Linked DNA regions of Triticum aestivum: region 1 is linked to region 2. The links are chromatin contacts, called in public Hi-C maps. All regions are on one chromosome and are shown on one strand. Each heading gives the region's core, a stretch centred on a gene start, on an enhancer-like site or on the middle of the called end of the contact. The rest is flanking DNA. Distances are from core to core; before and after follow the strand shown.

What was found. Hi-C and Micro-C count contacts between places; a contact is called where the count stands out from the background.
Region 1: a Hi-C map of leaf shows a contact between it and region 2, with 3 times the contacts expected there. The contact joins the promoter of LOC123144794 here to the promoter of LOC123144793 in region 2. A contact is called at or near these places in 4 of 5 Hi-C or Micro-C datasets (leaf and an unstated tissue).

The regions. Positions count from the first base shown.
Region 1 is chr6D:308,483,659-308,487,116 of IWGSC CS RefSeq v2.1, forward strand. It overlaps LOC123144794 (hydroxycinnamoyltransferase 2), which reads left to right and starts at 2,127. Exons shown (of 2, transcript XM_044564034.1): 1 at 2,127-2,835. The coding sequence starts at 2,410.
Region 2 is chr6D:308,338,806-308,342,750 of IWGSC CS RefSeq v2.1, forward strand. LOC123144793 (enhancer of rudimentary homolog) reads right to left here and starts at 2,043. Exons shown (of 4, transcript XM_044564032.1): 1 at 1,808-2,043. The coding sequence starts at 1,810.

The DNA.
Region 1 (3,458 bases), core at 877-3,376, 140 kb after region 2:
GGATTTCCTATGGGCTGGCATGGATTGTGCAAAATGATGCCAATGCTTGGTCGCTTGGACGGTTGTGTTCACTCATGTTTAATTTGGAGGGCTCGGTTTGCACAACCTCAAAGCTCTCAACAACGCTCTAAGAACTAAATGGCTTTGGCAGCAAAAATTTCCGATGTTCTCCCCTGGTTGTCCTTGGAGCTCTCCCTTTCAGTTGATGTCACATCCATCTTCAAGGCATCTTCTCATATTGAGACCAGAAACGACGCTTTAGTGCTATTTTTGCAGGACCACTAGATCGATAAAGCTAGTATCCCTCAGTTGGTACCCGATCGATGTTGCTGCAGTTGTCAAGCATGCTTCCCTAGCCAGCCGAATGGTTTAGGAAGGCCTTCATGTATCCTCCTGTGTGTGTGACCTTCGTGGCTGTCTTCCTACCGCCGCGATCATGCAGTTCCCTACCACGTGGCCAACAATTTCAGACTCCCCAATGACGCATGGCATTGACTCATGGAGCTACAAGTGGACGACTACTAGATGCCACCCCTCCAAATCCATGTTTCAGGCCTTCTTTGCTGGCCGTATCTCTTGTGGATGGAATCTTCTAGTATGAAAACCCTAGGCGCCCATGATATTCAAGTTCTTTGTGTGGCTTGTGCAACAAAGCAGGTGTTGGTCCTCTGATCGCCTTGCCAGATGAGGGCTCCTCCATCAGCCGTCCTGTCCCCCTTTGCAACTAGTGTGATGAAACGATCGAACACCTCCTTATCTGGTGTATCTAAGCCCGCAAAGTTTGGCTCAGTGTGCTCCACTGGACTAGCCTCGTCCGCCTTGCTCCTTCATCGAGTGACCAAATTCTTCCATGGTGGTCCTCGTGGTAGCAGATGATATCTCCCAAGATGCAGAAGGGATAAACTCAGTCATTATCTGCACTCTCCGTCACGTTTGGTTCGAGAGAAACATGAGGATATTCAAGAACAAATCCCTTCTCACCTCGGCAGTTGTCAATAAGGTCCACGATCTTTTGCGCGAGCGGAAGAAGTGGGGATGGTAGTCTAAGGCCCTATTTGTTTGGGCTTTTGCTTTTGCTTTTGCAGCTTTTCCATTTTGGCCAAAAAGCCACAAAAGCTCCTAAATAGGTGCTTTTGCAGCTTTTCCATTTTGGCCAAAAAGCCACAAAAGCTCCTAAATAGGTGCTTTTGGAGCTTTTATGGCTTTTGGAGCTAAAACATGTTATATTGATTCATCAAAAGTCATAAAAATTAGGAGCTTTTATGGCTTTTTGACAAAATGAAAAAGATGCAAAAGCAAAAGCAAAAACCCAAACAAACAGGGCCTAAAGCAAGTAGTAGGCTAGTCATGCTTGTGTCAACCCCGGTGGTTTGTGTAGACTGCCATGGATTATATGCGGCTTTAGAGATCCGTTCTTGTAACATAAATATTGTTTTCTATCTTAATATATAGGCATACAGAGCTCATGCGTGTTCTAAAAAAATCGATCTTGTGTCATTCTCAAATTCAAAATCATTTTGGTTCAGATTCTGAGTTTCTGGACATAATCCAAGCCCAAATAGGAATTAGGGGCTCGTGATTTGAAGCAAGCTCGTCCGCTAAGAAGAGAGACATAGTCCTTCTGTTTCTAAATACAAGATCTTTTAGATATTTCAATACGGACTATGCACAGATGTATATAGACATATTTTAGGATGTAGATTCACTCATTTTATTCCGTGTGTTGTTCATATTGAAATATCTAAAAGAACTTACATTTAGAAACGGAGGAAGTAGTATATAATTCAAAATCCGCCATTATGTCACACTCTCACGTGAGCGGAGTGACAAAGCCTCCAAAACCAGGAAAAATATAACAAACAATGATGCTCGTCCAAGATCATTGGCCGCTGCATTTTCATTTTTCGCCAAGTAGGAATTAGGGGCAGCTGATGAATTCCCAAAATCGGAAGCTTTCCCCGCAAAAAAATAAAAATAAAAATAAATATCGGAAGCTGCTGTCAGTGCTGATGCAGCGGATAGAGGTGGACAGATCACGCTGATGTGGATCACCGGCAACGCGTCCACGGTCCGGTAGGTTGGACCGCGTCCACCGAGGAATTAAAGGGGTCCCGCTTCCGAGCCTGGTCATCCATCCCACCAACTCCCCACCCGTCACCAGCTCCTCCCACGAAGCAATCGAGCAAAAAAACTGGAGGCAAACGAGGGCAAGTCGCGCCATCCCGCCTCGCCGGCTATAAAACCCGCGCCACCCCCCGCTCGCTCACCAGCTCTCCACCAAGAGCTACCAAACGCCCTACTTTAATTTTAATTATCGCCGCTGCTCCCACGCGCCTTCACGTACGTACCGACGACCTTTCGCTCGCTTTTCTTCCGCCTAGTCTGCCCGCCAGATCTGCATCCGCGGAGATGAAGATCACGGTGCGGGGATCGACGGTCGTGGTGCCGGCGGAGGAGACGCCGCGGCTCCGGCTGTGGAACGCCAACCCGGACCTGGTCGTGCCGCGGTTCCACACGCCGAGCGTCTACTTCTTCCGGCGCGGCGCGGGGGAGGGGGAGGAGGCGGGCCGCTACTTCGACGCGGAGCGGATGCGCCGGGCGCTGGCGGAGGCGCTGGTGCCCTTCTACCCGATGGCGGGGCGGCTGGCCCGCGACGAGGACGGGCGCGTGGAGATCGACTGCAACGCGGAAGGGGTGCTCTTCGTGGAGGCCGACGCGCCCGACGGCACCGTCGACGACTTCGGCGACTTCGCGCCCACCATGGACCTCAAGCGCCTTATCCCCGCCGTCGACTTCACCGGGGGCATCTCCTCCTACCCGCTCCTCGTGGTCCAGGTAAACCATGAATGCCACTCCGTGATTTTTCTCACACGCGAGGAACAGAGTAGGACGTGCCGACGAAGCAGAGCACAACGCGTGCGGTAGAGGCGTGCCCGTGAGGGGCGCTGGATGTCACCACCGCTGGGTACGGTAGAAACGGACGGTCACGCGTCGCTTTCAGCAACTCGTCTAGGTCGTCGGCGCCGCATGTCCGCATGCAATGGACCGTGTCAGGTGGACCTGCAAGGAAATGGGACGAGGTGTGGCGTGTGGTTCGATCACTGACTTCTGTTTGGCCTTGTTGGCACACCTCGCAATTATCTGTCGGTCCCTCATTTTTTTTTCGGTCGATCTTGCCCCGCGTACTGGGAATGCTAAGATCTTTCAGATCTTATCTTACCTAATAATAAGCAAATGTGGTTTCTTTCGGCCGTCATGGCATTTTTCACAAAAGTCCCTGTGTTTTTCTGAAATCAACCCGCAGTCCGGATTTAAGTCACACACGAACCGTTATTTTGCATTTTTCGAAACCTCCTGATGTTTTAGGTAATTCATCCGCGGATCAGGAATCATATTTAAGTCAAACAAATGCTTTTTTAAATCATCCATATCTTTTAAATCGTAACTCTGATTTGAAC
Region 2 (3,945 bases), core at 793-3,292:
TCTTATAAATTGCAGGAAAGCTTTCCATGTGCATTTTGTAGGAAGTGTTTAAGCATAACTGATGGCGAGATGGATAATAAGTAAATAAGCACTCGATCTTTAAAACTGGGCCTAAATATCAGATATTTCTTTTTCTTGCTGAAATTAACCTGCTCGATAATACGCCCTGATTGCCTACATGCCCATAGACCATAGCGTAAGTACTTCAGGTGAAATACATATAGGAGGAAAACATCACACACAAAATACTTTGTTCCGCAGCCATCTTTATATTCAAGTCAAAAGGTTCTTTTTCTAAGCTATATTGCACCGACAAGTATCCGGCATGAGATTTGCCATTTTTGAAAGAATGGCGAGTATACTTTGTTTCACAACCCCTGTTGTATATGATCCAAAAGGTATGTTCGGCAGCCGGCCAATATATGCATGATTTTGTCGAGAGTGAAGTGTTTGTGGCATGATGTGAATTGGTCGATTGTGGAAGATATGGGTTGAGTTCCAAAAACTCAGGGAAGCAAGTGATTTTTTCGCGGTCGCCACCAATCTTCAAAGAAAATATATACAAGCTGATCATGCTGATCCAGACACTCCAGACACAACCGCCCCTAAACAGTAAGTTACAGGGGAAACGTGGAAAGCAGTTACTCCCAATCGATCTCAAAAGCAATGCAAATTATCTACAGCTTTTTAGTACCAAACATTATTACTTAACTATAAAGAAAGAAAAGACTGAAAATAGACAGTGAATCAACGGAATCGAGTTGTTCTAAGGATTTGGATTCAGATTCGGCAGTCGAGACATCTATATCTATAGAATTTCAAAAGAGAGAAAAGGATCCGAATCCGTCCGGAGAACGAGCTCAAACCTTGGCAGAAACATTCATAGTAGCGTACGTTCCCTACGTTAATTGAGATAGCGCTAGGTGATCATCGACAGCTTGGGCTAGGCCACAGCTCGACACATCCTCCCATAGTCCCTTTTCTCAGCTTAAAACCTAAAAAGCTACTCCCTCCGTTCCTAAATATTTGTCTTTTTTGAGATTTCAAATAGTCACCGCATACGGATGTATATAGACATATTTTAGAGTGTAGATTCACTCATTTTGTTCCGTATGTAGTCACCATTTGAAACCTCTAGAAAGACAAATATTTAGGAACGGAGGGAGTATATTTCTAAGATATATGAGTACAGACAAACATGTGCCCAACACAGGGGGCATGGCTATAATCTAATTTAATGCTCATAGTTAAAAAGGCATGTCTAGGCTCTAGGTGATAGCAAAGCGCTTAATTGCGTTTAATCAGTGCATTGTCTTTGGTCAGAAAAGCGCAAGGCGGTGGCAAAAACGTACAATTAACGCCTAGCGATTTCTTTTAACTATGTAAGTACTCCCTCCGTTCCTAAATACTTGTCTTTCTAGGCATTTCAACAAGTGACTACATACGGAGTAAAATGAGTGAATCTACACTCTAAAATATGTCTACATACATCCGTATGTGATATTCATTTGAAATGGCTAGAAAGACAAGTATTTAGGAACGGAGGGAGTATATGCTTACAATTACTACAAGCTGGAAACATGGAGGATGTAACCTAAATAGCCGGCAGCAGGCAGTGCATTAGCAGAAAAAGCAGAGTTTAAATTCTACCAACTCCTCCAACCAAGACTGCAACCTCTCCGAACTACAACCAAACAATCTAGCGTTCAAAGGGAATTTCACTTGACCTCCGTGGCCGCCAAAATTCTGCGGCGATGGTATACAGGGAAGGAGAGAACCTAGACGAAAGAGAGGACAGGGGGCTCACCATGGCTAGGAAGGACTGTCGCCTGTCGGGAAGGAGAGGATAGCGGCCCGCGCAGATCTGCCGACGCCCGAGAAGAGAAGGGGGCAGCGGTGAAGAGCGGTCGCCGTCGCCGTCGCTGGTTTGCTGAGAACGCGAGAGCCAGCAGGGCGAGCAGGGAGGCGTCTGAAAGATGTTCTAGGGTTAAGGTGTGGGGTGCTGTTGGCTTGGACAGGGCCGTGCGACCCTGTCCGGATACGTCCAAGTTCATCTTCGTACCTTCATCAACACTAAAAAAAATCCCCTAAAAAAATCAACACTAAAAAAAAGTTGGAGAAATTGTCCAAAAAAAAGAAAACAAGTTGGAGAACTTGAACTTTTTTTAGGGGTCACTAGTTGGAGAATTTGCTCAGCTTATCTGCGATGCCATGCATCTGAAATACTAAGTATCTAGGAGTATTTTTTTAGCGGGTGATCTAAAATAAGCATCACGCGCAAGGATTTAACATATATGGTATTTTTAGAAGGGAAACGTTTCTCGCCGGACGACCGGCTGAACCTTGCGCCGGTCGCCCCGGCTCGCTCGCTTCGTGCAGGAGTCTCTACGTAGCCACGTACCCCATCGGGGCCCACACACTACATCTCCTTCCCATCCTTTTTTTTATCTCTTTCTGCCTTATCTACTCCCATGCTCCTCATCTCCGCCACCAGGCCGCTCTCCGGGAGCCACACAGCTGACGGCTCCTCTCCACCAGCATCGCCCCTGCCCACTCATCTCTCTCCTCAGCGATCATGGCCATCCCCTGCAAGCTTGAACCAGCCCCCACACCTGCTCAACCCCCCCCCCCCACACACACACACACACCACGGACGAGCGCTGCGCCTCATGGTGCGCGAGGCGGCCGGCGCAGAGATGCAGATGGGCGGCGACGGGGAACAAGCAGCAGGACGGCGGTGCTACAACCCGCACCTGGTGGAGCTGCAACCGTTGGGCGGCGGTGCTGGAACCGCGAAGTACCGCTGCTGCTTCCGGCCGCTGCCGCCGACGGGACAATTTGTTTTTGCTGCAATCCTCACCGGCGGAGTTGCAACCGATGAGTTGTAGAGCTGGAACCAGCATCCACCGGTGCTGGAACCGGACGCTCCTCCCACGGCCGTCGTGATTTTTGCTGGAACCAGGCTTATGCTTTGCTGGAACTTGCTTTTTTTTTTTGCTACATCGACTTTTCTTTTGGAATTTGCTTCCTGTGACTTTTATTCGAACCAATGTGGGTTTGCTGGAACCAGCTATATGTTTTGCTGGAACGTGTTAGTGTTTTTGCTACATTAACTTTTGTTGGTGGATTTTGCTTCCTGTGATTTTTGCTTCTACCGGTATTATTGTTAGCTGGAACCGGCTAATTGTTTTGCTTCAATTGATGATTGGGGGTTTGTTACTGAGATTGTTTTGCTGGATCACGAGTGCTAGTCGACGGTGGTGGCGAGGCAGAGACGATGACGCCAGAGATTTTGCTACAACCACACGACCAGTGCGCTGGAACCAGCCAGCGTCAGAGCTGCAGTTGCAGCTGAAGCTGGCACCCAACGGCGGGCGTGAGAAGGGGGGGAGGGGCAGGCGACAACGCGCTGGTGCAGCCGGGGCCGACGACGCCGATGAACGCGGCCGTTGCGTCTCGTGAAGCAGAAGCCCGACGGAGGAGATGCGATGGGCGCGACGGCTGCGCTCTCTCCTTTTCTGGATATGCTGTAGGGTGCGGAGTGTTGGGGACGAAGCAGATAAGATCTGAACGGTTAGAGTGGAGCCATCGAACGGGCAGGGTGCGACCGGCCCAATTTTGGGCCGGCGCACCAGCGCCTATCAGTGCCCTTTTTAGAATATTTATATTGTACAGTTTTTTTATAGGGAAATTTAACTTGTACAGTATATTTGATCGGAGTACTAACTACACCTTGCAGATCGAAAACATACAAAACACACGCGGAATCTCTTTATTTCTCCGAATTATCACGGTACATATGTCTTGATGCAAAGAATTGAACATATATAAATGAGCATCACAAAAGAATAGTATATACAGTACATGTGTAAATATATACTCGATCGAACAACACTCCGTATTCTCTGAGACGCCAGATCCGGTTAGGATTTGTAGGGCCAACTC